2 separate regions of the Oryctolagus cuniculus genome follow, and region 1 is linked to region 2. The links are chromatin contacts, called in public Micro-C maps. All regions are on one chromosome and are shown on one strand. Each heading gives the region's core, a stretch centred on a gene start, on an enhancer-like site or on the middle of the called end of the contact. The rest is flanking DNA. Distances are from core to core; before and after follow the strand shown. Region 1 has its middle 19 kb from the start of FOS. Region 2 holds the start of NEK9 (NIMA related kinase 9).

Region 1 (3,475 bases), core at 850-3,349, 160 kb after region 2:
GGCAGCTGTGTAGAAGCTGTTTACTCCTCTCCCAGCGCCATATTGTGGGAGAGCAGATGCATAGAATAAGTCTTAATTCCAGTAACTTAGTCTAGTCCGAGTTGCTCCCCACAGTGAGAAACTCCTTCACCATTATAAACATGCCGCAAACGTCTTTAAGACTAAATTTGGTGGCCATCCAAGGTTATTTGGTCACGAGGGGGCGATTGGAAGGCTTGCGCTTTAAGGCTTTTGAAATGCAGCCGTGTAGCACAGGGTCGGATGCCACGCGCAGTCCCTGGTGTCCAACCGGAAGCTGGGGTTGGCTCCAGCGCTTTCTAGCTGTGTAACCTTGGGGAAACCACCCTCTTAGTCCGTTTTATGTTGCAAGAACACAATACCTGAGACTGGGTAATTCATTTAAAAAGAGGGAGTGGCTGTCGTGGCACAGCGGGCTAAGGCGTCCCACATCAGAGTGCTGGCTGCTCCACTTTGGCTCCAGCTTCCTGTTAATGCACCCTGGATGGCAGCAGATGATGGCTCAAGGGCTTAGAGAACTGGAGTATCTGGCTCCTGTTTCAGCCGGACCCAGCACCAGCTGTTGCTGCCACCTGGGGAGTGAGCCCATGGCTTCATTCATTCGTTCATTCATTCTCTCTCTGCCTTTCAAATAGATGAAAAATAAATAAGCATTCAAAAAGGTTTATTTTGCCTCATGGCCCTAGAAGTCCAAGAACATGGCTCTAGAACCTTCTCAGCTTCTGGTGAGGTCCTTGCAGCAGAGAGTGGAAGAGCAAGTAGGAGGAGGCGATGGCGGGGCTGGGGAGACCTGACACCATGTAACTCCCACCCGGAGGGGACAAATCCAGTCTCGGGAGAAATGCATTCATCCCTCCTGAAGCACCTGCCTCCTCGCTGCACTGCAGCGGCAATCAAATTCCTTTTTTTGACAGGCAGAGTTAGTGAGAGAGAGAGACAGAGAGAGAGAGAGAGAGAGAGAGAGAGAGACAGTGAGAGAGAGACAGAGAGAAAGGTCTTCCTGTTGGTTCACTCTGTAATGGCCACCACCGCCGGCGCTGTGCTGATCTGAAGCCAGGAGCCAGGTGCTTCTCCTGGTCTCCCATGGGGTGCAGGGCCCAAGGACCTGGGCCGTCCTCCACTGCACTCCCTGGCCACAACAGAGAGCTGGCCTGGAAGAGGGGCAACCGGGACAGAATCTGGCGCCCCAACCGGGACTAGAACCCGGGGTGCCGGCACTGCAGGCGGAGGATTAGCCAAGTGAGCCACAGCGCTGGCCTCAAATTCCTTTTTTTAAAAATATTTTTATTTTATTTGAAAGGCAGAATTATGGAGAGAGGAGGAGAGAGAGAGATTTTCCATTTGATAGTTCACACCCAAAATGGCCACAATGGCTAGAGCTAGGAGCCAGGAGCTTCTTCCAGGTCTCCCACATGGGTGCAGGGGCCCCAGCACTTGCGCCATCTTCTACTGCTTTCCAGGTGCATTAGCAGGGAGCTGCATCGGAAGTGGAACAACCGGGACTCTAAAGGGTGCCCATGTGGGATGCTGGCACTGTAGATGGTGGCTTTAACTGCTACACCAGAATGCTGGCCTCGGCAACCAAATTTAAAACATGAGTCTCAGCAGGGACGACCCATCTCCAACCACAGCAGCCTCTCCACACCGCAGGTTCCTGAACCGTGACACTGGGAAGGTGGTAGCGATCCGACAAGACCGCTGTGACGTTTGTGCAAACTGCAGGGAACGTGCCCGGCCCTGGCACAGCGCAGGTCGTCTTTCAGGGAATGAGGGCGTCTTGGAGGTGGAGGCTGAGTTGCTGGGGCAAGTTGGGAGGAGAAGTTGAGCAGGATTCCCTGGAGAAGGGGAGGGGGAGGGGGATGCAGCGGGGAGAGCTGACAGTGACAAGGGGAGGGCAGCCTGGGCAGAGGAGAAAGCAGGCAGCAAGGGAGGTGGAAACTTGATGGACAGAAGTGACCTGTCCACCTGGGCCCCTGGGAGGAGGAGCTGTGGAAGAGACCTGGGTGCCAGGAGGTGGAGCCTGCGTCCTCCGTCCCTGGTCCCCAGGGGCTGCTGCCGGCCGCCTCCCCCTTGGCCGTGGCCGTGTCTTGCATCACTCCAGGCCGTTCTTTCAGTTCCTTGAGCTGCCACGTTCCTCCCTGTGGTGTGACCTTTGTACATTCTGTCCTCCCTGCCAGCAACGCCTCCTCTGTTCCTGGCTGGCTCCCAGGCGTCCCTCAGCCCCAGGCTTAAAGCTCACTTCTGCAGAGAGGCCATCCCTGAGCGTTTGCCATAAACCAGCCCTCCCCCTCCTCCCTCTCCCCTTCCTCCTCCCTCCCCTCCCCTTCCTTTACTCTCCCACAGGCCTCTCTCTGCACCTGCAGGGCAAGGTCGAGGCCGCTGGCTGCATGTGCTTGCAGGATCAGGCACCCCGAGTCCCCACTAAGCTGAAAGCCTTATGGGGGCACGAATGAACGCTGGTATTTCTGATCATTGTTGGATCCCCAAACCTCAGCACATAGTAGGTGCTCAATAAGCATTGTTAAAAAAGATTTATTTATTTTAAGGTGGAATTATAGACACAAAGAGAAGGTAAGAGGAAAGAGAGAGAGAGAATGTGTGTGTGTGTGTGTGTGAGAGAGAGAGAGAGAGAGAGAGAGAGAGAGAGAATATCTTCCATCTGGTGTTTCGCTCCTCAAATGGCTGCAATGGCCAGAGTTGGGCTGAACCAAAGCCAGGAGCCAGGAGCTTCTTCCAGGTCTCCCACACAGGTGCAGGGGCCCAAAGGCTTGGGCTATCTTCTACTGCTTTCCCAGGCACATTAGCAGGAAGCTGGATCAGAAGTGGAGCAGCCAGGACTTGAACTGGTGTCCATATGGGATGCCGGCCCTGTAGGCAGCAGCTTTGCCTGCTAGGCCACAGCGCCGGCCCCTCAGTGAGTGATTTGAAGTGGGAGAAGGGAAAGCCTGTTCGTCGGTGGCCTGTGAGGTGCTTTGACTTCCCTCTGGTGGCTTCAAGTCCATCTTTTTAAAATTTACTTATTTACTTTTATTTATTTGAAAGGCAGCATGACACACAGACATTGGTTCCTACATTGGATCCCTCTTCAAATGCCACAACAGCCAGGGCTTGGGCCAGGTGGAAGCCGGGAACCCAGAACTCAGTGAGTCTCACATGGTGGCAGGGACCCCAGTACTAAGCCATCGCCACTGCCTCCCAGGGTGCGCATTGGCAGGAACTGGGATGGAGAGCAGAGCTGCACTTGAACCCAGCCACTCTGATAGGGGACACAGGAACCCAGGCTGCAGCCTTAGCACTGCCAAACGCCCCGCCCCTCCAGTCCCACCCTCCCCTCCTCTGCCTCCGCCCAGACACTTCCAACCAGCCCTCCGCGAACTGTAAAGTGCGTATAAATGACTGACGCGTCTTCTTACGAAAATCCCCAGGCAAGAGGTGTGGGGCGTGGTCTGAGATTCTG
Region 2 (3,727 bases), core at 16-2,515:
GATGAATCACCTTCAGCAATCCCAACAAGTCTTCGTTAAATACTTATCCCAAAGCTAGACTTTGAGGACTTGGCAAACTCAATTCGGTTTAGCTTTTGGAGGCAGCATCAGCAATGCAGGGGTGTAGAGAAGTGTACCTTCTCTACTTGGGAGTCAGTGACCCCTGCATTTCTCCCCAGGATCTGCAAGTGTGAAAATGTGGACGGGGAGAGGGGAGAGGGGAGATTATCCAGGTTCTCAAGAGTCCTTGTCTCCCGCAAGAGTAAAGGCCAGCAGCTTAGAATACACCATAAAGTATTTGCCGGGTAGAAGTGTTGCAAAATAAACACTGAAGAAACCAACATATGACCATCTAACCAACGATCAAGAAAAAGCCCAACAGCGTGCACACTTCTGTACTGAAGAATGGCAAAGCCAGTGGAGTGGCTACTGGGGTGGGTGTTTTGAAGCTACGCCCCTCCTCCCCACCTCGGCCTTGGAGAGCTCTACGGAGTGACAGGAAGGAAGTTTTTGCAAAAGCTCACAATCGGAGGTCACTCTGCAAAGCACTTTCGTCTGACTCTCAAAATAATCTTTGGGGGGTGGCGGAAAGAAAGGATTTTTAAAGCAGTTATCGCTGGGTCCATTTTACAGATGGGGAAAAGAAGGTTCAAGGATGATTCACGGACTTGGTCAGCGCCCCGCGTTAAACTAAAAACGCCCAGGCAGGAACAGCAGTGAGCTCGCTAATTCCTAGTGCAGCTGAGTGGAAAGCGGTGGAGACCGAGACGCATGCCCTGCGGGCGCCTGCACACTGAGCGAGGGCGAGGCGCGACGCGGGGGAAGCCGGGGCGGGGAAGCAGGGGCTGGGCGGCCCGGCGGCGGCCGGAGCGCAGGCCGCTACCTCGGTGCGGCGGTACAGCGTGGCCTCCCCGAAGGCGCCGCGGCCCAGGATGCGGATGGGGATGTAGTGCAGCTCCTCCTGCTCCGCCGCGCCGCCGCCGGCTCGCGGCCCCGCACTGGCGCTGGGCCCCGCGCTCGGCTCCCCGCCACCCCCGGACTCGCTCCCAAAGTCCGAGTTGATGGAATCGCAGTGTCGCTCGTACTCGCCCAGAACCGACATGGCGGCGGCCGCGGGCCTCCGGCACCAGCCTGCGTGTCCCCGGCGGCGCTGCCCGCGGTCGCTTCAGACGCCGGCCCGCGGCTCCGTCAGCCTCGCAGCCCCGCAAGGCTCCATGGTGGCTCCTGCCCCCTGACCCGGAAGCAGTTCTCGGTGCTTCCGGCCCCGGCCGGCGGTTTCTCCGCCTTCGTTTGCCCACTCGATGAATCCGGCGGCCGAGGCTTCCCGCCCTCGGGAACAGCGGGAGAAGTGAGGCGCCGCGCGGGGGGCCGCAGGGCAGCGAAGGGCCCACGCGCGGGCAAAGGCGTCAGCGGTGGGACGCCGTGCTGAGCGTGTGGGCCGTTCCCACGGCACCCTGCCACTGGCCAGCCCCCACAGAGGTCGTTGGGGTCCATCTTGGCGGCAGCCCTGTCCCCGGAGTGGTGACTGGGGAGCCGGTTCCTGCAGGGTTGGCAAGGATTAGAAAGCTTGCAGTGAGTACCGAGAGGCGTTATAACAAGCTCAAATATTGGCCCGGTAGCCAGTTTGTGCGCCCGGTTCTTTCTCCCAGAGCTCCCTCTTCCGTTCCAGCTCTCAAACTATTTTAAGTGGAGTCTCCCGACCCTCTTCTTCCCCTCCTCTTTGGCCAGATTCGGCATTCGCCGGTGCGTTTTTGCCCGGCTGCGCACCTGGCCGTCCTGCCCCCGTGGGAAGCTTCCCTCCTGCAAGCCTGGTTTCCACAGTCAGGCTGTGGCCCTGGGACCCACCGCGCAGGGACAGCGGGCAGCATCTGCTGGGTGTTCTGCTCTGGGCATCGTGCCGAGGGTGCTTCTGTGTATGACGCCACCTAATCCTCACTTCTGTTCCCATTTTACAGAAACATGAGGTTACGCGGGGTGACTTCAGTCTGGCTTCGGAGCCGTGGAAGGGAAAGATGTGGGGCCAGGAGAAAGCCACGTGGCGGGAGCAGGGCCTCAGGTTTGAGGTTTTGAGGATCAGGGGAGTGTATGGGGGAAGTTCTAGATGATGTTCACAAAGCTTTTTTTTTTTTTACAGGCAGAGTGGACAGTGAGAGAGAGAGACAGAGAGAAAGGTCTTCCTTTGCCGTTGGTTCACCCTCCAATGGCCGCCACGGCCGGCGCGCTGCGGCCGGCGCATCGCGCTGATCCGAAGCCAGGAGCCAGGTGCTTCTCCTGGTCTCCCATGGGGTGCAGGGCCCAAGCACTTGGGCCATCCTCCACTGCACTCCCGGGCCACAGCAGAGAGCTGGCCTGGAAGAGGGGCAACCGGGACAGAATCCGGCACCCCGACCGGGACTAGAACCTGGTGTGCCGGCCGCAAGGCGGAGGATTAGCCTAGTGAGCCGCGGCGCCGCCCAAAATTCAATGTTACAAAGAACTCTGATGGCCCTGTGGAGGACAAATCCTGGGGGCAATTTATACCCTGAGAAGAGGTGCATGTGTAAGGAACGCACCTGGAGTGAGCTTTGTGGTAGAGCAGGTGAAGCCGCTGCCGGGGACACCCGCATTCTGTATCTGAGTTCTGGTTCAAGTCCCAGCACCTCTGCTTGTGATCCAGATCCCTGCTAATGCATCCTGGGAGGCAGAAGTTCATGGCCCAGGTAGTTGGTTCCCTGCTACCCACACGGGAGACCTGGATGGAGTTCTGCGTTCCCTCCTGCCTCTGGTCTGGCCCTGCCCTGTCTGTTATAAGCATTTAGGGAGTGAACCAGCATATGGGAGATCCCCCCCCACCTTCAGGTAAATGAAAGTGGGGGTTGGGGGGAGCCAACTCAGAAGTATTTAGAACTCCGACCAGTTGCGATTTGGTTGTTGGGGTATGTATAAAACAAGACATGGACAGCAAAATATAGGAAGAAGACAGATTTGGTAGAATGGGGTAAAACACTAAAGGTAAGACTGGGCCGGCGCCGCTGCTCACTAGGCTAATCCTCCGCCTTGCGGCACCGGCACACCGGATTCTAGTCCCGGTTGTTACTCTGTTAACTTTTGATTCTGTTCACCATATAGGTGCACAATAAATGGTGTTTTGGGTTGAAAGAATGGAAAAAAAATCAAAATCAGAAGTGTTGTTTTTTTTTAAAAGATTTTATTTATTTGAAAGACAGAGTTACAGAAAGAGGTAGAGACAGAGAGAGAGGTCTTCCATCCGCTGGTTCACTCACCAGATGGCTGCAATGGCCGGAGCTGTGCTGATCCAAAGCCAGGAGCCAGGAGCTTCCTCCGGGTCTCCCATGTGGGTGCAGGGGCCCAAGGACTTGGGCCATCCTCCACTGCCCTCCCAGGCCATAGCAGAGAGCTGGATCAGAAGAGGAGCAGCTGGGACTAGAACTGGCGCCCATATGGGATGCCGGCGCCTCAGGCCAGGGCATTAACCCGCTGCGCCCCAGTGTTGGCCCCAGAAGTGTTGATTTTCATTCAGAGAAGCTGGATGGGTTTAAGTGAGGCTCAAAAATTCATTTTTCTGGCATCTTTGCAATGAAAAACTGGATATAGATTTAGTTCTACTGTATAGCTCCCATAAACTCAACAGATAAATGTCCATGTGTATCTTGAGAATACAAACCAGAAACACTCATGTCAAATTCTTCTTTATATTAGATATAACTGAAATTAAATTATTGACCTT

The links. Hi-C and Micro-C count contacts between places; a contact is called where the count stands out from the background.
Region 1: a Micro-C map of ear pinna shows a contact between it and region 2, with 7 times the contacts expected there. The contact joins the enhancer-like site here to the promoter of NEK9 in region 2. A contact is called at or near these places in 5 of 6 Hi-C or Micro-C datasets (ear pinna, liver, psoas muscle and 2 more).

The regions. Positions count from the first base shown.
Region 1 is chr20:21,335,117-21,338,591 of mOryCun1.1, forward strand. No RefSeq gene overlaps it. Among named protein-coding and RNA genes, the nearest start is that of FOS, 19 kb to the left of the region's middle. Within about 2 kb of position 2,100, at least 2 of the 8 cell types and tissues checked have an H3K27ac peak or open chromatin away from gene starts, as enhancers often do. A contact at or near this core is called in ear pinna, where this site is marked.
Region 2 is chr20:21,178,857-21,182,583 of mOryCun1.1, forward strand. It overlaps NEK9 (NIMA related kinase 9), which reads right to left and starts at 1,266. Exons shown (of 22, transcript XM_002719640.5): 1 at 884-1,266. The coding sequence starts at 1,102. LOC138847225 (a long non-coding RNA gene) reads left to right here and starts at 1,455. Exons shown (of 2, transcript XR_011384932.1): 1 at 1,455-1,572; 2 at 1,956-2,108.